Regions from separate parts of the Mus musculus genome. Here regions 1, 2, 3, 4, 6 and 7 are each linked to region 5. Evidence: chromatin contacts called from public Hi-C, HiChIP or PLAC-seq and promoter capture Hi-C data. All regions are on one chromosome and are shown on one strand. The core of a region is the stretch at or near the end of the contact, and the rest is flanking DNA. Distances in the headings are between cores, read along the strand shown.

Region 1 (2,717 bases), core at 83-2,582, 800 kb after region 5:
CTGATATTGATCACTGGCCTCCACGCGTTAAATATACATGCACCCAAACACACACATTAATATATAATTATAATTCAATGTTTGTCTAAGAGAAGATAGTGGGGAAATATGATAAAGGGACATTATAGAGATATATAAATGAACTTGTGAAAGAACACGTTTTAAAAGTACATCAGTTGGCAAGAATAGCAACTAAATCTACAATAATAAGTATCAACTGCAAGAAGCCTCCATGGGTATTTCAAATGCACAGTTCCAGAATGGTTTTTGTCATAAAGATCCTGAGACCTAGTTAAGAATGGTTCAGCCCAAAACATCTGCGGGCGAATATTTGACCTTCAGAATGCAGAGTGACAGATATTTTTCCCCTTCTTTTAAATCTGAAGTCTCTAAAACCGACAAAGTGTCATGCAACGGGTCCTATACTGGTGGCAGAAATCTTGCGTGGGGTTTTCACTGCATAGGCTTTTCCATGGCATCACCTGTTATCCAAACTGCACGTCCCCGGCTCCTCGGCAAGCCTCTCCTACCGTTTCCTTAGCAAGCCAAGAACCAGAAACGCAAAATGCATTGTCAGTTACTTGGGCAACAAGGCAAAGCAGGTGATGAGACCCAAGAACCCCGTTTAGTAAATGACTCCGGAGTCGCATGTCCCCCTCCCGTTTATCCCCCATCTCACTTTTCTTGGTTAAACCTTTAAGGTTTGTCTACAGAAGGGCAAACACTGAAGGGAGGGGCTGCCAGGTTCGGGGTCTGCTCCCCACTGCTCGCCCTGTCCTGGCCTCTACGCAAAGCGCTCAGCCCTGGCCCGGCGTCCACCGGGAGCTCCCGGGACGCCGGCCGGAAGCCGGGCCGCGAGGGTCCGGGCGGTGGCGCGCGCAGGCCGGCGACTCCGGGGCCTGTCACTTCTGCCCTCGGCCGTCACCTTCTTCGACCCCGCGCCATAGGCCCGCGTGCCCGCCACTCACCGCGCCGCGCCCGCCCCCGACCGCCGAAGGACAAAGCTGAGGGCGCGGGGCGAGGCGAGGCCGCTGTCCTCAGGCCGGGCCGCCTCAGCCCGCCGCGGCCCATTGTGCGCACTCATCGCACGCCGCCCGCGGGGTCCTCGAGCCGGACATCCCTCTGGCCCGCCACCCGCCACGGCCCCGCTCCCGGCCGCCGCCTACCTGCCAAGGCTACCGGGTGGGCGCCTCTCCTTGCGCTCCGAGGGCTGCAGGCGGCTGCCGAGCGCCGGGCGGCCCTGGCCTGCGCCTTACGTAAAGCGGCGGCGGCCCCAGCGCCAGGCGGCGGAGGGCGGGAGGCGGCGCGCGGCAGCCGCTCCGCTGCGTTACCTGGCAACAGCCTCAGCGCCCGGCCAGCCAACGCCGCGTTCCATATCCTTCCGCCCAGGCGCCGGGATTACATCAGCGCGCCGGGGCTCCGCCCTCGTGCTGTGTGGGTGGGGGAGCAGCAGGCGCGCAGGACTGGATTCTGGGGTCCTGAAGATCCTGACACCACGAGGCCGACCTGAGGATCCGAGGCTTTGAAGCTTTACCAGGCCCTGAGAGAGGGCTCCTGGGTCGGTGACCTCCCGCTGGGTCACTGAGACCCGGCTTTGCAGAGCCCTTCCAACACAAACCCCCGCGTTACACCTGTCCGCGCCCCCTCTTCGCCATGTCCTGGAATGGCTGGAGTGGGCGGCTTAACATAAAGACTTCAATTAAAAACAAAAAGTGACATGGCTTTTTTATGTTATTATTAAGTAGGCAAAAAATAAAAGACCTTCTGGAAGATTCGGAAGTGGGAGCCAAAAATGTGCACTAACCTTTTAATCAAAAGCCTCTTCCCACCTACTCACCTTCCCTAAATGTGACTCCTAGGCTCTTCCAGAAAAGCAGATGTAGATGTCAGAAGTACCAGGAAGAAAAGCCAGAGATGTGCCTTCTATACAAAGGCAAGAACAGGTCCCGTAGGGGAGTGACCTGCATGTAGTTCATCAAACTCATTGAGCACCGCCAGGCACCAGGCCCTGTTCTTGGGTTCAGAGTCTGAGACCCGGAGTTCCCAAGCTCAGCTCAGGCTTCTGGGAGGAGCAGAGAACTGGAAGTACTTTTCTGCTGAGGTAGGCTGGACTCTTGTATGCAAGCCAAGGTCAGGAACCTAAAAGAACTGTCCTTTCATAGAATCCATACTGTTCCAACAAACATCTTTTCACTCTCCCGGAGAAACCCAAAGTAAAGCCTTCCTGGAGAGACCCGGAACAGGCTGGGGAGTGGGTGACGCCTCGGGATGGAGGCAGAATTTGAGCACAGGCCTTTGGCTCTATTGTCGGGGATCTTTTCCTTCACCCAAGTCTTACCCTTCCTTAGTTTGCTCCCCCTTTTGTTGCCTCGGGGTTCATTTGAGGTGAGTCACAAGCCACAGTTTTATTTACTACACATCTTTTGGTTACCTGTTCCAGGGCGGGCAGCCAGGCAAACTCATATAACATGCGAGAGAGTGGAAAATCCAGGGTCATCTGAGAGTGAAGGTGGGCATAAATGGTGTCAGGATCTTCAGGACCTCAGAAGCCAGGCTTGCACAGACCAGGGAAACATTTCCCTAAATATGGAGAATTTGCACACATTTTTTGGTACATACATCCATAATAACATTAGTGTCTCCTAGTCTGTACCTTCTGTAAAGGCATATCGATAGTAGGGCAGTTTTAAAAGAGTAACAAAGTATCGCAAACATAT
Region 2 (2,857 bases), core at 56-2,555, 690 kb after region 5:
GGACTGAAGGGGACAGAGGTCTGAACAGGTCAGAGATCTGAGGAAGATACAGGCTCAGATCCTCAGAGCAAACTCGGTTGGTAGCCCACAGCCCCGTGAAAGTTGGACGAGCCAATCGTAGCCTCCGGTCTGAGAAAACTTTAGCAAGATTTGGGAAAAAACGTCTTAGGGGGATGGAGATCCGAGACACATCAGGGGTCTGAGGACCATATCTGAAGAGGCCAGGGGTCTGAGGAGCACCAGGATCTGAACAGGAGAGGGGTTTGAGAAGGACAGAGATCTGAATACCTCAGGGTCTGAAAAGGAGTAAAGGCAGAGATGTGAACAGGACAGGGGTCTGAGGACGCTGGCTCAGGGCGCACAGAGCAGACACCTCTACAGCTCGCAGCACCACATCTGAGGAGAAAACTTTTCACCAAGTTCTGGAAAAGGCGCACGTCGCGACAAGCGCTGGCCGAGGGCAGTCGCACGTCAGCCGGACCCCAGCCCTCCCAGCCGCCCTCTCAGACCTCCCTGCCTGGCCGACGCAGCAGCAGGTGGCAGCGGTCAGCCATCCGCAACCTCTCAGCTTGACCCTGCAGAGCCCCCTCAGTACCCGAGCTACCGCAGCTCCAACGCCATCTCCCCGGCCCGTGGCCCGCAGCCCAGGCCCCGTGGGGCCCGCAACTCGCTGGGCTAAGAGCGTAGACTCCGCAGATGCCCAGCCTCAGCAGGTGCTTGCCGGCCGCCCGCGGCTAAAAGCAGCCAGCGCCAGACCCCACCCCCGCCACGCCCACGCCACGCAGCCACGCCCCCACAAGGCTGCTTCTCTTCCCTTCCGCTGAGCCTCTTTAGCCCAACACCCAACGCAAATCGCTCGCTCCCAGGGCCTCAGGCGTACCGCCACGCCCCGCACTCCAGAGCCACGCCCCCGAGAGCTCACTAGCCACACCCCACGCTCGTCCCTAGTCACACTCCGGGGGACAGGAGCGTTACCACGCCCCGCGCTCCCTATCGCCGCCCTCACGCTCCCTAGCCACGCCCCCGCTAAGCTTCCACTGCTCTTCCGCCAGGGCTCTCGCCCCCCGCCGCAGCTCCGTAGAGCTTAGGAGCCTGCTATTTACTACCGCTGCTCCTCCGGCCTGCCAAGTATCCGTCCTGGGTTTCGGGAGTTGTGTCCCTGGCCCTTTTCTGTCCTCAGGCCCAGGAAGGGCTGCAAGGAAAGTTCCGAGAGAGTCACAGTGTCCATACCGGCACCGCAGACGCCTGGCGGAGGCCCCTTACCTGGTCGGCTCCGCCCGCGGCCATCTTGGAAGTGGGAAGTGGGAGGGAGGGGGAAAGCAGCGCATGGGGCTGATCCAGGCGTGGGGAGCCGAGCGGCGGAGCGCATCGATGGGACGCCCCTGTCCAGCAGCTGGGGGAGTCTTAACAGCCCACGGGAGTATTTAGGGGTACACGTGAGCGCAGGTTACAGATCATTGACCTTGGAATGCCCTCCCGGTATAGCCTTAGCCTGTCACCTGTCAAACGGGCTTTTCTGATCACTGTTTCATTGCGCTTAGTGCCTAGCGCTGTAGTTCGCCAACTTTTGTCTTCACTTTAATATTTCAGTATACAACGCCCAGCAGGCTCAGGAGGTGACAAGACAGGGTTCATCATCAGTGTGTTTTGAAAGTTGTGTGATGGTCTCGCTTAGGAACTAGAAGAGGCCTCACTAGACAGCATCTTTCTCTAGCCTGAGATACAGAGATCCACCTATGTATTAAAGGTGTGTGCCACCACACCTGGCTTTATGCACATTTTACCTTTTTAAGTAGCAAAAATTACAGAGACACAATCTATGAAAAAGTATAATTCAGGAGGTAGAAGTCAGCTAGAGCTGAGCAGAGTTAAGCCAGATGTCTATGGAGGATGTCTTCTATCAGGCCAGGTCATTGTGCTGCATTTCCCTTCCTGAACTCACCTGCACTCGTTTCCTAAGCCTCAAAAAGCAGAGACATGAGTGTTTGTTGGATCCATACAAAGGGTACTTGGGATGATTTGGGTTTATTCTAGGAGTTGTCAGACCCCGAAAATTTACAAACACAAACAAGCCCCTTTAAAACCTGACTGCATTTCAGCCAGGAACCATCACATGAGGCTGGAACCATCACAGTCCTACAGGAAGAGGAATTTCCCTGCCCTGGCAGGTACCTGGAAGCAAGCAGGAGGAAATCCATTTGTCTTGGTTACAGTTCTGTTTGTGCTAGCCTCAAAGTTGCAACCTAGAAAACAATGAGTTTGAACTCCTGATCCTCCCGAGTCTACCTCCCCAGTTCTGGGATTATAGGAATGTACCACCACTTTTGTTTCAATTGTACATTCATTTCAAAACATTAGGTGATGGTTCAACCTCTGTACAACTCTCTCAAATATTTTAAAATATTTTCACAAATCTGAACACAGTCCAGAGGAAGGGCTTACAAGACCAAGGCTATATCAAAAGCTATGAAATGCACACCGTCCCCAGGGATGAAAGAAGACAGAGAGAGGTTGGGGGATAGCTCAGTGGCCTGACTTCAGTTCCAAGGAGGGTAGGGAGGAGAGAAGAAACAGACCAAGAGTCGAGCCATATCTGAGTGTCTTGGGTCTGCACATGTGTTGTAACTTTTAAACTTCCACATGGCATGTGCTGTTTCACAAGGAAACAATGTCGGGTCCCACCCAGCCACCTGAGGCCATGAGGTTCTCAGTCCATCACACCAGAGCCTTCAGCTAAATAAGCCCAGCCCTGTGCCTGTTCAATGCACAGGAAGAAGGTCTACCTGAGAGCCTGACAGCATTGACTTTCATCGTGAGACCCATCCAAGTAGGGTGTCTGCTGGGCTGGGGGACTCCA
Region 3 (3,029 bases), core at 102-2,601, 570 kb after region 5:
AGGGCCAGCGCACTGAATAACCATCTGATACCCGTCCCACTCCAGTCCCCTGCCCTTTTCACGGTTGGTTTGTTCCATCACAACCAAGTGCCATAGACTCAATCCAATTATGTCTCTTGATTTCATTGGTGCTCTAAGTATCCCTTCTCCTCTTACTCGACCCCAGCCCTAATGAATTAACAAATCAGGTCACTTGTCCTACAAAACACCAGTGAACCAGGATTCCTGGAAAGAAACTGTCTGCAAAGGCCAATTGACGGATTAAAGCCTCAATGACTGGAGATGCTGAACCTTGCAGGTGCAGAGCCTAGTTACAATTTATCTTGGGCTATCTTTAGTTCATTAAATAGATTCCCTGCCCCACTCAGTGTCAGACCTAACAGCAGGAAAAGACGATTAAAATCTTGGTAACACAGTAACAAAACTCTAATCTCCACCAAAGGGCTAAGCTTGCTATCAAATAGCATCTGCGGACTACAGCTGAGATTCCCGTTTGCTATAATCACCTACTTAATGTTTTCACTAATATATTTTATGTCTTGAGTTGTGGCTTTCTTTGTTCTGCTACTATGCAAACGTCCTGAAACTGTTTTCACGTTGGAACACAGGTGTCCTAAAACTGTTTCTGGGCCAGTCACTCATAAATGACTCCAGAATAAACTTATTTCCTATGAGGTGAGAGCTGTGCTTTTTGTGTGGACATGCTCTGCCCCACGCCCACGGCGGGCAAAAGGCAGCATGTGCTGGGGAAATGATTTTTAAAAGAGCGAAATTAAATAATAGAATTTTGGTCCCTTTTTTGTTTGTTTGTTTGGTTGGTTTGGTTTGGTTTGTTTTACGAGACAAAATTTCTCTGTGTAGCTCTGGCTGACCTGGAACTCACTCTGTAGACCAGGCTGGCCTAGAACTCAAGAGATCCGCCGAGAGCACACACAAGCCGTAGTCCACGGACGAAGCGTTCTGTCTCGAGATTTGCGGGAGCCGGGGGGAGGAAGGAAGAAGCTGCACATACCTAGACAGGACAGAAAACGTCCTCCGACAACTCTCAGCTCTGCGACCTCCCCCATAGCAGTGACCAAACATCAGCACCCATATTTTCGAAGCTCTCCTGCACACACTGCTGTTAGTTTTTTTTTTTCTTATGTTGCGTTCTGAGAAAATTGGAGGTGGCCGAAAGTACAAAATCAAGTAACGCTCATCGGGCCGTCCACAGCCAGCCTGTTGACACAACGCGCTTGCGGCATAGTAGAGATGGGGTCCGTCCCTTCCCGGGACACCCACGTTCCGCCCGCAGAAGGTAGCAGGAGCCTAAAGCGAGCACCAGTCACTTGGCACGAGTTCCCGGGTCCCCGCCTAGCGCTCGCCGCCTTCTGCCCGCCCTGACGCTCTTCCTCTTCATTGGCTGTCCCCTGGCGCGACCACGCCCACAGAAGCTCCATTTTCCTCCACTCCTCCCACCTCACCTTTCACCTCCTCACCTTCCGGGGCTCCCAGAAGCCTCAGTCTCCGCCCACCGGAGAAGGAGGAAACAGAATTCCGTCATGACTCGTAATTATTGGTGGAAATGGTCTGTCCATCAGAACAACAGCGGTCACGGATTAGCTAAAAAGCAGCAGTAGGTGGGAAAACCGGTGTAAGGGGCGTCCGCGCATGCTCAGTGTGGGCGCAGTGACGCGACCTCGGGGGCAGTCATGGCGGCTCGGTGTGTGAGGCTGGCGCGCCGCAGCCTCCCGGCTTTGGCACTGTCGTTCAGGTAAGAGAGCTTCACTCCTCTGCGTCGGCCTCACTCACGGCCGAGAGCTCTGGTGGGGGGTTTAGCGGCAGGACTGGTCCCCGCAGGCGGTGCCCGTGCACCCTGAAGTCACATCCTCACCATCGAGTCCCTGTGCCTGTTCTCAACGCGCGGCTGTCCTGGTGTTTACTGTGCGGCACTGCGCGAACTGGGCTCAAGAGACGAGAAGTGGGGACGCTGGGGCGTAAATGCGGGGATCTGGGTGATGCGTCAGGTGGAAGGCTCCGCCATTTGTTTGTCTGGTGACACACGGCACTCTCTCGGGCATAGGGGCACCACCCCTCCTGGAATTGCAAAAGTCAAGCTTAGAAGCGGGAGACTTGCCCAAGGTCAGGCAGCCAGGCAGAAGCCCGCCCGACCAGGGGCTGGGGTTGCTAATCCCTAATCCAGTCCAGGATGTGTACTGCCTGGTTTGTGGGCTTTTTCCACTCACATTCCTTCCCCCACTTTTGCCCTCCGCGGAATGTGAGGTCCAAGGAGCAAGAAAGCCAGTGTGTGTGCAGTTTATTTAGACAATGCCCATTTTTGCCATCTTTACTTTTACCCGTGGCTTCAGGTTTTTGAGTCGCATCTCCAAAGTTAGGCTCAGTATCTTTAGCTTGTTCCCTGCTAGGACCAAGTTTTTGGTTGATTAAAAAAAGAGAGACTTTGCCTGAGTCTTATGGAAACGGAGTGAACGGGAGCTGGCCTTTTCAGCGGGTGAGAGTGAGCAGGCGGATGATCTCGTACTTGTGACTAAAAGATGAAAACAGGTCTATGTTGTGCAAAGCAGGGAGGAGTCTGAAGTATTCCGGGGGAAGCACTTCCTATTTGTGGTGCTCTGTTTAGAGTTGACAGGAAAGAACCCCCATTTCCCATCCCATCCGGCCCTGTCCCATCCCCCAGCTTGGTTCATGTCTATCTCTGAAATTGTGGTTTTGAAGAAAGATGCTCTAGTAGGAAGTCATAACTCCACAGTATCCCATAAGCTTGGCTTCCCTCTTTCCTCCGAGACATAGCCCTAGGAATTCCTGCCCTGAAAGGATCTATACAGCAAAACTGATCTGCTGAAAGGCTGTGGTGGTCACTCCTAGGGGTGGAAATAATTCATAGTGAAGGCAGCCTTCACATTTTGTAGGTTTTTATATTCTTAGCATAATTTTGCTTCTCAGAATTAATTACTGATCTTTCTTTTTTAAACTTACGTGTGTGGATGTTTTGCTTGTATGTGTATGTCCATGTGTATGCCAAGTGCCTT
Region 4 (2,998 bases), core at 117-2,616, 540 kb after region 5:
CTTTGGATCCATCTGTTTTCTGTTGCTATAACAAAATGCCCCTGGCTAAATTAGACATAAGCAAAGAAGGTTTGTTTAGGAAAGCCCAAGGTTAAGTGGCTTTGACTTCTGGTGGCAACCTCATAGTAGATGGAACATGGCAGGTGCTTGTGCAGGAAAGAGAGTGTTCATAGTGGAACAGAGAGCCAGAGAACAGAGAGGGGCTGGCCTTCTTTCAAGGGCCCATCAGAACTACATTCATCTCTTCCAGGAGAACACCCCCAGTGAACATCCTGCCACAGTTGGATCCTCTTAATGGTCACCACACTGAGGAGTGAGCTCCCAGCAAGTAAGGTAAGTCACTGGGGAACAAATTGCAACCATATCATAGCCAATATTAATAGAACGGCAAAGCATAGCCCAACTCACACATGGACAAAGGCTCCAGCAAGCAGAACTCAGCTTTGTACAAGTGCCTGATGTCCAAGCATCCTCAGAATGCAAGGATGCTCACATCCAAAGGGAGCACACAGATGCTAGCACCGACCCACATGATCACTTGGTGGAAACGTTAGAAGCTTCTATCTATCAAGGACCAAGGCAAGAAGTCCACAAGCTAGCTAGATCTTACACTATTCTAGAAGTCCCAGCAACCCTAATAGCTGTGCCCACACCCAGACACTATGCAATCCTGTTCTGTCCCCTACAGGTAAATGACAGTAAGAAGGGATTCTGACAGACATCACTGACCTGACACCTACTCAGCAATGAGCACTGCTCTGTGCAGGCATGGGGCTTCACTGGAGACAAACACAGAAGGAGGCTCTGTCCCTAATCCTTGCCCCCAGAGCCCTCAAGGCAGATAGACACTTTTCCAACCAGTTCTCACCTGCCTCCCATATACCGCCACACCCAACCCCCAAACTGCTGCAAGGCAAGGGCTCCAATCCCCACTTCATTGACTAGGAAACAAGTTCAAAGTGGCTGTGACACTCACCAGAGTGACTGCTAATGAAGTGACTGAGTCAAGATTTGAAGCCACAGCTCATGCTCACCACTAAAATGTCCTCTAGCTGCTCCGGGGACAGAGAGAGACACTAAGGGTTCCTGAATACAGGGGCAGAGTGTGTGTGTGTGTGTGTGTGTGTGTGTGTGTGTGTGTGTGTGTGAGAGAGAGAGAGAGAGAGAGAGAGAGAGAGAGAGAGAGAGAGAGAGAGAGACTTGGATGATCTGGAAAGGGCTGAGTGGAGAGGAGATTAGACCAGAAGTGGAAACCTGGTCATGATCTTGTCGCACGGGCATAAGGAGAGGTGAGGGATAGCAGGACATGCCCCCATGAGAACTGTAAGTCTATGGCAAAAAGGAGGTTCCTGCCTTCTGCAATGGTCCAGTGGATTCCCCAGCTCTGCTGTCAGGCCTGGCAAACTCCTCCCAGCTCCCCTCTGTCCTCAGAGCAGACCAGGTGAGCAATCCCAGGGGCTCCACCCAGGCAGCTCTCCCAGGCCTCTTGCTAAGCAACCCCAGGAGTCTGCCTCTAAGTCCATCTTCTGTACCTTCTCTGGGTAAGTCGTCTGTGTTGGGGTTCTGGGTTGAGGCTGGCTGTATCGGGGTCCTGATGTCTTACCTACAGAATGAGAACACAGAGGGGAGACCTTTCCTCCTCACTTAGAGGGAGCACAGGCTGTGCTGGGGACAACAGGACTGCGTGCGGCAGCCACGCTGGCTGGCAGAGGCACAGCTGGGCCTGCGAAAAGAAAAACATGAGATTCATATTAATTTTCTGTTTAGCAGAATTTGAATTTCAAATGAAGTCCTGTGTTGGTTCAGACTGACTGCAGACTGTCTCCTAGGGCTGTCAATCAATGCCAGCTGCATTGGCCCCCAGGGGACCGGCTGCACAAGCCAGTGCACAAAGACCGTTGTAGGCTTTGTGCTAAGGTGGGAAGGCAGGTATAACCAGACCCTGTGTTTGGGGTTGGGAGGTCGCAAACCCCATCCCTGTGTTTCTGCACTAGCTTTCTCCCAAAATATCTACCTGGGGAGCCCCACTGGTTGAGAGGTCCCCGTTCATTTTGCTCAACTCTGTAGCCTGCTCTTTGTCATGTGAAAACTAAGGTAAGACCATACTCTCAAGCATTCCTGGCTTTACATGCCCACCCAGAGTCAGCCCTGGGCCCCTCAGCTTGGCATTGAACCCATTGCCACTGCCTGCAATGTCAGTCTTTGAGTGCCGCAGAGCCAAGGAAGTGATGTGGGACTCTCCAAGGGGGCCAGGGTGCATTCTCCATGCCAGCCTAGTGGGCCATCCCATACCCGTTAGGCTCTGCTTGTGCAGGTGCCTGCAGAGAAGGTCCCAAGCTCAATGGGAGGCAGCGAAGGTGAGGCACTGGTGAGTGAGCGCTGCTCTGAGCATTGGATGCTGGCAGTGACACCCAGGGACACTGACTGGCCTTGTTCCTACTCCTGCAGCTGTCAGTCTCAACCTGGACCCAAACCCTGGCTATCTGGTTCTTCTCCAAGCCACAGGCTGCCCCTCACCAAGGAGACAGGGAGGAGAGCTGTAGTGACTGGGATGGCTCTTGGGTTGAGCCCCAGAGGAAGGACAGGAGCTGTGTTTCACATCCAGCCAGAGCAGCAAAGAGGATCTATCTTGAGTCCCTCGCTATGGGATTTTAGAATGTCATCCACAAGGCCTGTCCACAGCACTCCATAAATGCTTGTAACAAAAGGAATTCTGGGCAGGGCATGGAGGATGTTCAGGGTGCAGACTATTCTGCATGAAAGACAGTGGAGAGGCAGGGTCAGCAGGCAGTAGAGCCATGACCTTGAGGTCAATTAATAACAATTCTACTTCACTGTAGAGCACGAGGAGGTCATGCTGAGGGAATGACATTGGGAAGGATGTGTGTATCTGTGCATGTGTGTGTGACTGTGTGCATTTATGTGTGTATGTGTGTGTATATATATGCAAGTATGTGTGAATGTGTGTGAATGTATATGAGTTTATGTTTGTGTGAGT
Region 5 (2,773 bases), core at 92-2,591:
CTCTGTGTCCCAGCACAGCTCGTACAGCAGGACGGTGTCCCAGAATGTCTCGCTTTTCTGTTGTCCTGATAATACCTGGACAAAAGCAAGTTAGGAAAGAACGGTTTCTGTTGGCCCACGGCTCTCCAGCTGTGGTCCAGTCCTTGACTGTAAGGAAGTCACAGTGTCAGGAGCTGAAGGCTGCTGGTCCTACCACACTCACCTTCAAGAAGCTGAGGCCAATTAATACCTGAACTCAACTAGATGGCTCCTTTTAAAACAGACCAGGACTTGAGCCCAGTGACAAGTGCTACCCACCTTCAGTGTTAGTCTTCCCACCTCAACCAAATCTAGGTAACTACTTTGTACATGCATGCTCAGCGATGAGGTAATCCTTCACAACAAGTTAACAATTAACACTAACCACACCAATCAAACCCATTCCCAAGAATAGCTCTTCTCGAATAAGGGGCTGTACCAAGAGGCCCCAGTGCCTGGGCAAGCAGATCATCTGTTGGCTTGGGGAGTCAGACAGGAGGATTGAGGCTCTGCATGGACTCCAGGACTCACTGAGGAGCGGCAGGCTGGCCTGTCTCTGGAAGTAAGCTATTTGTAATTTGGGGGGAGTCCAACTGAGGTCTGGTGATCACTGCTGACTGGATTGGATCCTGCAGTGATCATGTATGTGGATAGGGCTTCTGATGAGGGTATCCATCCCAAGAGAAGCATGCTGTCTCCAGCCATGATCACAAAGGCTCTCGTCAGAGGCAGAAGGGAAGTCTTGGAGAAGAGGGACAGGTTGTGAAATAGAGGGAAATCCACGAATGTTGTAGAGATACATTCCAGAACAGTCCTCTAAGGCTTGGGCGAATTTTAAAGATAATTGAGATATGGATAAATGGAAATGGTAGTAGGTAGATAGGAGTCATGCCTGGTGGGGGAATGGAAAAACAAAAAACAAAAACAAGGCTCTGAGCAGGAAAGGGATGAGATTAATAATTGGATCCTGAAGTAGGACAGCGAAATGGATCTGCTTGGCACAGCACCTAAAGGGAGTTTTCTCTTTCTTTCCACCCTTAATGATACCAACACCCTTCGACCAGAAGACGGACAAGGCTATGAGGATCGCAATTCGGATGGCAAGAACCATCAGTTTTCCTTTAGAACCAATTCTAGCTTTGGGGTGAGCACCGAGTACCACTGAGCTTAGTCCACGTGGGCGCTGAGCCCGAAGCGAAATCAGATCAGCGCAGAGTCCCGGGTGCCGGCTCGGACCCACGGCCCCGCCCAGCCTCTCTTTGTTCCTCCTGGCCCCGCCCCCTCCGCCCAACTCCCTAACCATTGGCTAGAGGGCGGGTTCTTGCTGTTCAGGGGGCGGGGCTATGGAGGCAGGCGGGGCCTGTCGCGCCTGCGCAGAATCCTCCGGCCACAGCTCGCACCGGCGGTGTCTGGGCTCCAGGTCCCGACTGAGAGATCGCTGAGCTGCGCAGGGCCCCGCCCCGGGCTCCATTGTTGAGGCAGCGGGCGCTCCGCGGGCTGCGCTCCTCTCGGCCGTCCAGTGCTCACGAGCCACTGAATCCTGAGGTGAGGCGGCGGCGACTTTGAACCCGTAGCGGGGCCAGGTGTCCCACGATGTCCTCGGGCAAGGTCCCCAAGCTGGATGCCCTGGGCCGGGCAGGGTCCCCAGACAAGGCTGGGCAGGATCTCCAGGGCCGGGTAGGGTCATCGAGGCCCTTCAGGGTGTTAGACAGGACTGACCAGGGACTCCTGACAGGGCAGCGTCTCCGGACAGGGCATGGTCCCTATACAGGGGTGGACGGGGTCTCCAGGGCTAAGTTGGATCCCTGGAGGTCAGAGTCCCCAGGGCCAGGTAGGGTCCCCGAGGCCCTTCAGGGTCCCCAGACAGGGCTGGGCAGGGTCAGCGGGCTGGGATGGTTTTCCAAGAACTGTTCGAAGATCCGGTCATCCGAGACCTAAAGGACAGACCGCATATTTGGACTTGCAGGACGATCGCTAAGGCTGAACTGGGGTTCCCGGCTTGGCAGTCGGCTGAAATGGGTCGGAGAGTGTGCTGCCCGGTTGGTGGCAGCTGCCTTCTCCTCTAGAGGGACAGGAACACCGAGAGGGCTGGCCTGGATGGACCCGAGCACTCAGGAGTCTGTGCGCCCTGGCATTGTCTCGCCGCCGGGTGGCACAGAGGGCTCTGCACCTCCAGGTCCTGGCCACCCCACGAGTGGGCTCTTTTCCGGCCCTCCTTCTTGGGTGTAGCTAGTTGATTGTCACCAAGAGGGACCGGGGGTTGGGGGACCCTTGTGTGAGGGAGCCTTCCTGTTTCCCTATGTGGTGTGGATGGCTCCGGAGGTAACTACGTGGACTTAAGTGTGTGGGGAGGCTTGGCGGGTGGAAAGGCTGTTTCTGTCCCTGTATTGGTACGATTTCGTGTGTCAGTGAAGGTGACAGCGTGGACACGCGCGCATGGGATCCTGGTCCTGTGTCCCATGGCTTGTCGACCCAGGCTTTGCCCATTCAGTCCTGGCCCCCGCTTTGGGTGTGCATTGGGCACTGGAGTTTCGGTGAGGTGAGCGAAGCCCTGTGCGTGCTGGGCGCAGTTAGCCTAAGGTGGTGTGGACCGGACTTTGGTATTGTCTTTATTCAGTGAGTTGAAGCGGGGAGCGGGCGGGGTGGGGGGCGCTACACGGGCTCTGGAGTAGCCCGTCTGAGAACGTGCCCCTCACCCTGCGGGTCTCTGGGGAGCGTGGGGCTGTCACTGTGCTGGAAGCTGCAAGTCCAGCCA
Region 6 (2,715 bases), core at 6-2,505, 640 kb after region 5:
CTTTGCTGAGTTTTTATCAGAAATGAATACTGGATTTTGTCAAATACTGTTTCTGCCTCAACAGGACCACGTGGTTTTCTTTAGGTCATAACACAACTGATGACAGTGGTTGTTTTCACACATCACACCCTCCTTGATTCCTAGGATAAACATGACCTAGTCCTCAGTGTTGGCTTGAACAAGTGTCTGGGGTTCACTCTGCTAATAGTGAGATCTGAGGATCGTGGACACTGGGCTGGGGTCAGTGTCCGGAGCATCAAGGAGCAGTTGGGAAATGTCTTCTTCCTCCTAAATTTGGCAGTGTTTTAAAACAACACACTATCAGTGAAACCATGTGGGCCTGGACAGTATCTGTCTTATCTTTCTCCTTGCCGTGGTCAAATACCCTGACAAAAGCGACATAAGGAGAAAGGGTTTGTTGTGACTCAGTTGCAGAGGGATGGAGGCCACCATGGTGGGGAAAGCACGGAACAAGAGCAGACGACCAGCTAATGACACTGCACTGACACACAGGAAGCACTGAGTGAGTGTGAAATGGAACCCCAGCACCCCAAGGCCCACCTGGGGATCCACTTCCTCCTCAAGGTTCCACAACCTTCCCAAACAGCTCAGCAGCTGTGTCCAAGTCTTCAAACATGTGAGCCCATGGGGATATTGCACATTCAAACCACCACAGTACTGAACTGTAATGTTCCTGTCTTAACATAAAAAGTGCAGGATAAATCTTATATCTTGGACGAGTTTTGGTGATTTCTAATTGCCAAAGAAATAAGACTATTTCATCTGACATGATAAGTTCCTGTAGAGAGTTATTCAAAGAATTCCATTTCCCCTCTCAGTTCTACAGGATCCAGGTGCTACCCCCTTTGCTCATCCCTTTCATTGAAAATGTGTTTCTGGGGCTGGCAAGATGGCTCAGTGGTTAAGAGCACTGACTGTTCTTCCAAAGGTCTTGAGTTCAATTCCCAGCAACCACATGGTGGCTCACAACCATCTGTAATGGGATCCAATGCCCTCTTCTGGTGTGTCTGAAGTCAGCTACAGTGCACTCATATACATTGATAAATCTTTTTTTAAAAATAGAAAGAGAAGAGAAGAGAAGAGAAGAGAAGAGAAGAGAAGAGAAGAGAAAAGAGAAGAGAAGAGTTGTTTCTCTTCCTTGGCAGTTCCGCTAAGGTGGATCAGGACGGGGACATTCAAAGAGCCCAGTCTGCTCTCACACACTCCCCTTTCTAGTTCTAATTTCATTCATATGTCTTTGTATCATTTGTTTCCTTCTGCTTTTTAGAGTCTTAAGATAGAAACCCGGCTTACTGATGTGAGACCTTCCTTCTTTCACTTGAATGTTATATATTTCCTACCCAACCTGCATCTTCCATGCTTTGGTATGTTGTATTTTTACTGTGTCAAAATATTTTCTGAGTTTCCTGTGGCTTGCTCAGTAGTTTGCTACTTATTTAACATCCACATTTAGGGAGAAGTTCTTAATATTTGTTACTGCTTTGTTTCTCTGTGATGAGTAACATATTTTACTTCAGTCCTTTTTCCACTGAAAGTTTCTTTTATGTCCCACACATGATCTGCCTGGGGAGTGCTCCACAAGCACTTGGATTGGCGACCACTGAAGGGTGGAATGTCTCCACAGGTCATTCAGCGCCTCCAGGTCCTGGCTTGCTCTGTCTGCAGCTGGTTCTTCTCATGTGTCTCAGAGCAGAGTGGCATTGACTCTCCATTTGTGAAGTTAACAGGTCCAGTTTTCTGCATCTCTGCTTGGATTTGCTACAGTCACTAGTGCAGAGAAAGCCTTCCGAGCTATCTGGTCTTCATCAGGCAAGAGCCCATTTTATCTCTGGAAACTGGCTTTGAAACCCAGTCCTTACTTTTTCTTTTTTCCTTTTTTTCTTTTTCTTTCTCTTTTCTTTCTTTCTTTCTTCTTTTTTTTTTTTTTTTTTTTTTTTTTTTTTTTGGTTTGTTTTGGTTTGGTTTTTCGAGACAGGGTTTCTCTGTGTAGCCCTGGCTGTCCTGGAACTCACTCTGTAGACCAGGCTGGCCTCGAACTCAGAAATCCACCTGCCTCTGCCTCCCAAGTGCTGGGATCAAAGGCATGCACCCACTGCCCGGCCAGTTCTTACTTTTTATGACATTAATATCTACCTTAAGGGAAGTGCTGAAGACTGAACCCAGGGCTCCATGCACACCAAGCACAAACTACCACTAAACTACACCATCAGCCCTATCTCTTCCTGTCCTATCCTAACATGTGTTCTCTTACATGTTCTGTATTTGAAAAGTTCCATGTAGAAAACAGAATTGGGTTATTTTTTTTCAAGCCTCTTTAACAACACTGGTGTTGGGGCCATCTGTACCTAACATGATATGGTCTGTCTAAGTTTAAGTACCGCCTTACTTGTCATTTGTTCTTTCCCGTTTCCTCTTTTCTGTCTTCATTTTGAGTTTTCTGAATTTTGTAATTCCATCTTAATCTCTCTATCATGCTTTTGGTCATCTTTCTGCAGAGTTCACTGATTGGCCTAGGAGCTGAATGATACGTGCAATTTTCCATGACCTGATTAGAATCAGTATTTTATGACTTCAAGTAGGAACCCACTGCCTTTCCCTGGTACATGATTGTCTAATATGTTACTTCTATATACAGTTAAAGACCCAAGCAATACTAACCTTTACCATTAACCTAACACATTTTTAAAGAACCCA
Region 7 (2,952 bases), core at 363-2,862, 790 kb before region 5:
ATATAATCTGATGCTGCCACTGATCAGTGGCCATGGTGGAGGTCCAGGAGACCACCAAGGCACAGAGTGAGGATGAAAGTCACCTGGATGTGCATGTGGAGGACTGGGGGCCACCTTCTGAGTGAAAGAGACCCCAGGATCTACGGACAGCAGACCACATTTCCCCAACAGTCTTCGACGGTACCTGCTAATGTCTTCGTGGCCCCATCCTCATCTTACTGGGTAATCCCAGGTGAAGCACACTCATCCCGTGGGCACACCCCTGGAGATGGCGGTCAGGGACAGCCAGCCTTTTACCCTAGATGGTTCCCACTGCTCCCATGCTCTTCACACAGCCACTCCCAGCTCTGCTCCCGGACCCTTCCCCCAGAAAGCTGAACTGCTTTTCCAGGCCACAGGGCTGTCCTAAACCTTTGCAGGCTGGACACTTGTCCCCCTCTTGCAGCAGTCTCTCAAAGACACTGGCTGGCCACTAAGCTGTCTGTGAGGCACCACTCCCCTTCCCCAGAAGCCAACCTCCCAACTACCTCTCCATCCAAAGTCTCCAGGGCCAAAGTTCTACACGGTTTTATTTTAAAAAATCACTTAGTTTGCAAATTATTTACTCTCCCCTCAAACTCAGGAATGTTTAAGCTGGAGGGCTAAAGGGCAACCCTCTGCAAGCTCTAGAGGAAGATAGTGTGGCTCTGAAAGAATACTTAAACAAAAGCCCAAGTCCTAGCCTAGGACTGTAATCTGGGAGGGGACCCAAGTTCCAGGCCAGCCCTCAGGCTCTGGATATCTCCATTTCAAAAGGAAGAGAGATTAGCATAGCTACTAAATCTAACTTCAGCATTCCCCAGACAGGGTGTAGTGTTTACCTATACTAAGGAATTCCAATCCCCTAAGGAACTGCTTTACCCAAATTAACCAGCTCCATTAGCAACTGGGGCTTCTGCAATCTCCATACAGTCTTATCTCAGGGCACCGTTTTTTTTTTTCTTTCATTGGAGTAAATACAGATAAAGAAAAGACTTCCAAGTCTGGCCCCATGTAGAAAGTGCCCCCCCTCCCCTCTACCTCCATCTGAATTGGCTCTTTGGAAAATTAGCTTTTTGGGCAGAGGTGTCCACAGCTAGGAAGGGTGGGTGTCACTCATTCTTTAGGGTCCCTAATTGCACTAAAGGCAACCACAGGCCCTTGACACCAGCACCAAGTTCCTTTAGGGCCTATGGGTCTCTTATTACAAGTGAGGTCAAGATGGCCCACCTGACATTTAAAGGGGGGCTGTACAAAGGGTAGGCCGTTCCCCGTCCCAGAGGTTATGTTGGCCTCTCAATCAGGGCCCTGCTCTCCTTCGCTCACACGCAGCACCTCGCCCCCATCCCCGCGCGTCTCCCTGGCCCCGCTCACCCGCTTGGCCTTCTCCCATAGCTGGTTCAGCTTCTCCATGCGGAACTCCTCCCCGGACTCGCGCTTGGCGGCCATCTCCGGCTCGTTCTTCTCTCGCGAGTACTTGCCGCCATGGCCTGCTATGGGCTGGGGCACAAGCATCAGCGGCAGCAACAACAGCACTAGCAGTTGGAGCCGGGGCAGCGTAGAGACCCTCTCTCTTCGAGGCGCCATCTTCCTCTGAAGCGCTAGCAGACTGACAGGACTGGGTCTTGTAGGACCGCCCATCTGTAGCCCCGCCCATCAACCGGTCTCCGCGAGGCCCCGCCTCCCTTCTCAATCCGATCCCGCCCACCCCAGGCCCCGCCCATATGACTGCCCACTTTTCGGTCTCTGGCTCCGCCCTGCCCAACACCAGCAAAGAGCAATTATCCCAAGGTATTTTCACGCTGGGGCTGCAAAATTCAGAGCTCACTAGCGGGGCTGTAAGGAGAAGCAGCTGGGAAAGCGCACTTATGCACCGCCCCACTCCTCGTAATCACACAAGAAGTGCGGCGGAAGATGATTTTGCCATTAAACCCGGGAGCAGCTATCTCAGCTCCGTCTTTGGGACACATCCCAGACACTTCCCCTCCGGGGTTTCTGTTTGGAAGGCTTTGTGCACTTGCCTAGTCTCTGCACCTGCAGCCCTGGAGAAAATCCAATGGACATAGTGAGGCCCAGCAAGCCTGTTGGGGACATGGCCTGGCCTGGTGACAACCTGGTGCTCGAGGAACCCAGGAGTCTGGTACAGGCACCAGCAGTTTGGGCCCAGGAGGGACAGGCAGAAGAGTCGTCTGGTAAGGATGACCAGTGTCTTAGTCAGGGTTTCTATTCCTGCACAAACATCATGATCAAGAAGCAAGTTAGGGAGGAAAGGGTTTATTCGGCTTACACTTCCATGCTGCTGTTCATCACCAAGGAAGTCAGGACTGGAACTCAAGCAGGTCAGGAAGCAGGAGCCGAGCAGAGGCCATGGAGGGATGTTCCTTACTGGCTTGCTTCCCCTGGCTTGCTCAGCCTGCTCTCTTATAGAACCAAGACTGCCAGCCCAGAGATGGTACCAATCACAAGGGGACCTCCCCACTTGATCACTAATTGAGAAAATGCCTTACAGTTGGATCTTGTGGAGGCATTTCCCCAACTGAAGCTCCTTTCTCTGTGATAACTCCAGCTGTGTCAAGTTGACACAAAACTAACCAGTACAACCAGAAAGGGTCTCCAATAGGGAGATACATGGAGGACAAGGGTAGGGGATATTTGGGGGGAGTGGTGCTTTTTTCTTTTTTTAATAGTTTTAAGCTGTATTTTGTGTTTCCACAAAAAGGGTTCAGTATATCTGGAACCCTGGTGGTTTGCAGACGTTAGCACCTGTTTTCTGAGATCTATTTTTGGTTTGGTTTGGTTAGCTCTGGTTATCCTGGCATTCACTATATAGACCAAACTAGCCTCAAACTCAGAGATTTGTATGCCTCTGCCTCCCAGATACTGGGATTAAAGGTGTGCACCACTTTGCCCGGCCTAAAATGTCTCCTTTTCAGA

Evidence for each region. Promoter capture Hi-C pulls out the DNA fragments that hold promoters and counts their contacts. Hi-C and Micro-C count contacts between places; a contact is called where the count stands out from the background. HiChIP or PLAC-seq counts read pairs in DNA pulled down with a chosen protein or histone mark. Capture Hi-C pulls out chosen DNA fragments and counts their contacts.
Region 1: a contact with region 5 is called in a promoter capture Hi-C map of adipose tissue, with 3 times the contacts expected there. The contact joins the promoter of D5Ertd579e here to the promoter of Afap1 in region 5. A contact is called at or near these places in 2 of 39 promoter capture datasets (hippocampal neurons and pre-B cells), 3 of 115 datasets of contacts at active chromatin or transcription factors (astrocytes, embryonic stem cells and large pre-B cells) and 1 of 9 other capture datasets (adipose tissue).
Region 2: a contact with region 5 is called in a Hi-C map of pro-B cells, with 2.5 times the contacts expected there. The contact joins the promoter of Tbc1d14 here to the promoter of Afap1 in region 5. A contact is called at or near these places in 4 of 39 promoter capture datasets (cranial neural crest, hippocampal neurons, liver and 1 more), 1 of 15 datasets of contacts at CTCF or cohesin (large pre-B cells), 6 of 484 Hi-C or Micro-C datasets (CD4 T cells, CD8 T cells, embryonic stem cells and 3 more), 4 of 115 datasets of contacts at active chromatin or transcription factors (astrocytes, embryonic stem cells, large pre-B cells and 1 more) and 1 of 9 other capture datasets (pancreatic islet).
Region 3: a promoter capture Hi-C map of pre-B cells shows a contact between it and region 5. The contact joins the promoter of 2210406O10Rik here to the promoter of Afap1 in region 5. A contact is called at or near these places in 10 of 39 promoter capture datasets (the C10 cell line, cranial neural crest, embryonic stem cells and 5 more), 13 of 484 Hi-C or Micro-C datasets (CD4 T cells, CD8 T cells, the N1E-115 cell line and 8 more), 11 of 115 datasets of contacts at active chromatin or transcription factors (the NIH/3T3 cell line, craniofacial prominence, differentiating embryonic stem cells and 6 more) and 1 of 9 other capture datasets (liver).
Region 4: an H3K27ac HiChIP or PLAC-seq map of large pre-B cells shows a contact between it and region 5, with 2.8 times the contacts expected there. The contact joins the enhancer-like site here to the promoter of Afap1 in region 5. A contact is called at or near these places in 2 of 39 promoter capture datasets (the C10 cell line and hippocampal neurons), 2 of 115 datasets of contacts at active chromatin or transcription factors (embryonic hindbrain and large pre-B cells) and 1 of 9 other capture datasets (embryonic stem cells).
Region 6: a contact with region 5 is called in a promoter capture Hi-C map of pre-B cells, with 4 times the contacts expected there. The contact joins the enhancer-like site here to the promoter of Afap1 in region 5. A contact is called at or near these places in 3 of 39 promoter capture datasets (cranial neural crest, hippocampal neurons and pre-B cells), 1 of 484 Hi-C or Micro-C datasets (nephron progenitors) and 3 of 115 datasets of contacts at active chromatin or transcription factors (embryonic limb bud, embryonic stem cells and pancreatic cancer cells).
Region 7: a promoter capture Hi-C map of adipose tissue shows a contact between it and region 5, with 2.4 times the contacts expected there. The contact joins the promoter of Lrpap1 here to the promoter of Afap1 in region 5. A contact is called at or near these places in 1 of 484 Hi-C or Micro-C datasets (CD4 T cells), 1 of 115 datasets of contacts at active chromatin or transcription factors (embryonic stem cells) and 1 of 9 other capture datasets (adipose tissue).

Annotation. Positions count from the first base shown.
Region 1 is chr5:36,694,689-36,697,405 of GRCm38.p6, forward strand. It overlaps D5Ertd579e (DNA segment, Chr 5, ERATO Doi 579, expressed), which reads right to left and starts at 1,333. Exons shown (of 9, transcript NM_001081232.3): 1 at 1,167-1,333.
Region 2 is chr5:36,581,092-36,583,948 of GRCm38.p6, forward strand. It overlaps Tbc1d14 (TBC1 domain family, member 14), which reads right to left and starts at 1,306. Exons shown (of 14, transcript NM_133910.3): 1 at 1,264-1,306.
Region 3 is chr5:36,463,503-36,466,531 of GRCm38.p6, forward strand. 2210406O10Rik (RIKEN cDNA 2210406O10 gene) reads right to left here and starts at 1,352. Exons shown (of 3, transcript NR_126488.1): 1 at 1,013-1,352. It overlaps Grpel1 (GrpE-like 1, mitochondrial), which reads left to right and starts at 1,683. Exons shown (of 4, transcript NM_024478.2): 1 at 1,683-1,753. The coding sequence starts at 1,692.
Region 4 is chr5:36,432,940-36,435,937 of GRCm38.p6, forward strand. No RefSeq gene overlaps it. Among named protein-coding and RNA genes, the nearest start is that of 2210406O10Rik, 30 kb to the right of the region's middle. Within about 2 kb of position 1,367, at least 15 of the 459 cell types and tissues checked have an H3K27ac peak or open chromatin away from gene starts, as enhancers often do.
Region 5 is chr5:35,891,978-35,894,750 of GRCm38.p6, forward strand. Afap1 (actin filament associated protein 1) reads left to right here and starts at 1,342. Exons shown (of 17, transcript NM_027373.2): 1 at 1,342-1,563.
Region 6 is chr5:36,534,311-36,537,025 of GRCm38.p6, forward strand. The region is part of intron 3 of Tbc1d14 (TBC1 domain family, member 14); the gene reads right to left. Among named protein-coding and RNA genes, the nearest start is that of Gm32528, 23 kb to the left of the region's middle. Within about 2 kb of position 1,256, at least 20 of the 459 cell types and tissues checked have an H3K27ac peak or open chromatin away from gene starts, as enhancers often do. A contact at or near this core is called in nephron progenitors and pre-B cells, where this site is marked.
Region 7 is chr5:35,104,087-35,107,038 of GRCm38.p6, forward strand. It overlaps Lrpap1 (low density lipoprotein receptor-related protein associated protein 1), which reads right to left and starts at 1,613. Exons shown (of 8, transcript NM_013587.3): 1 at 1,393-1,613. The coding sequence starts at 1,605.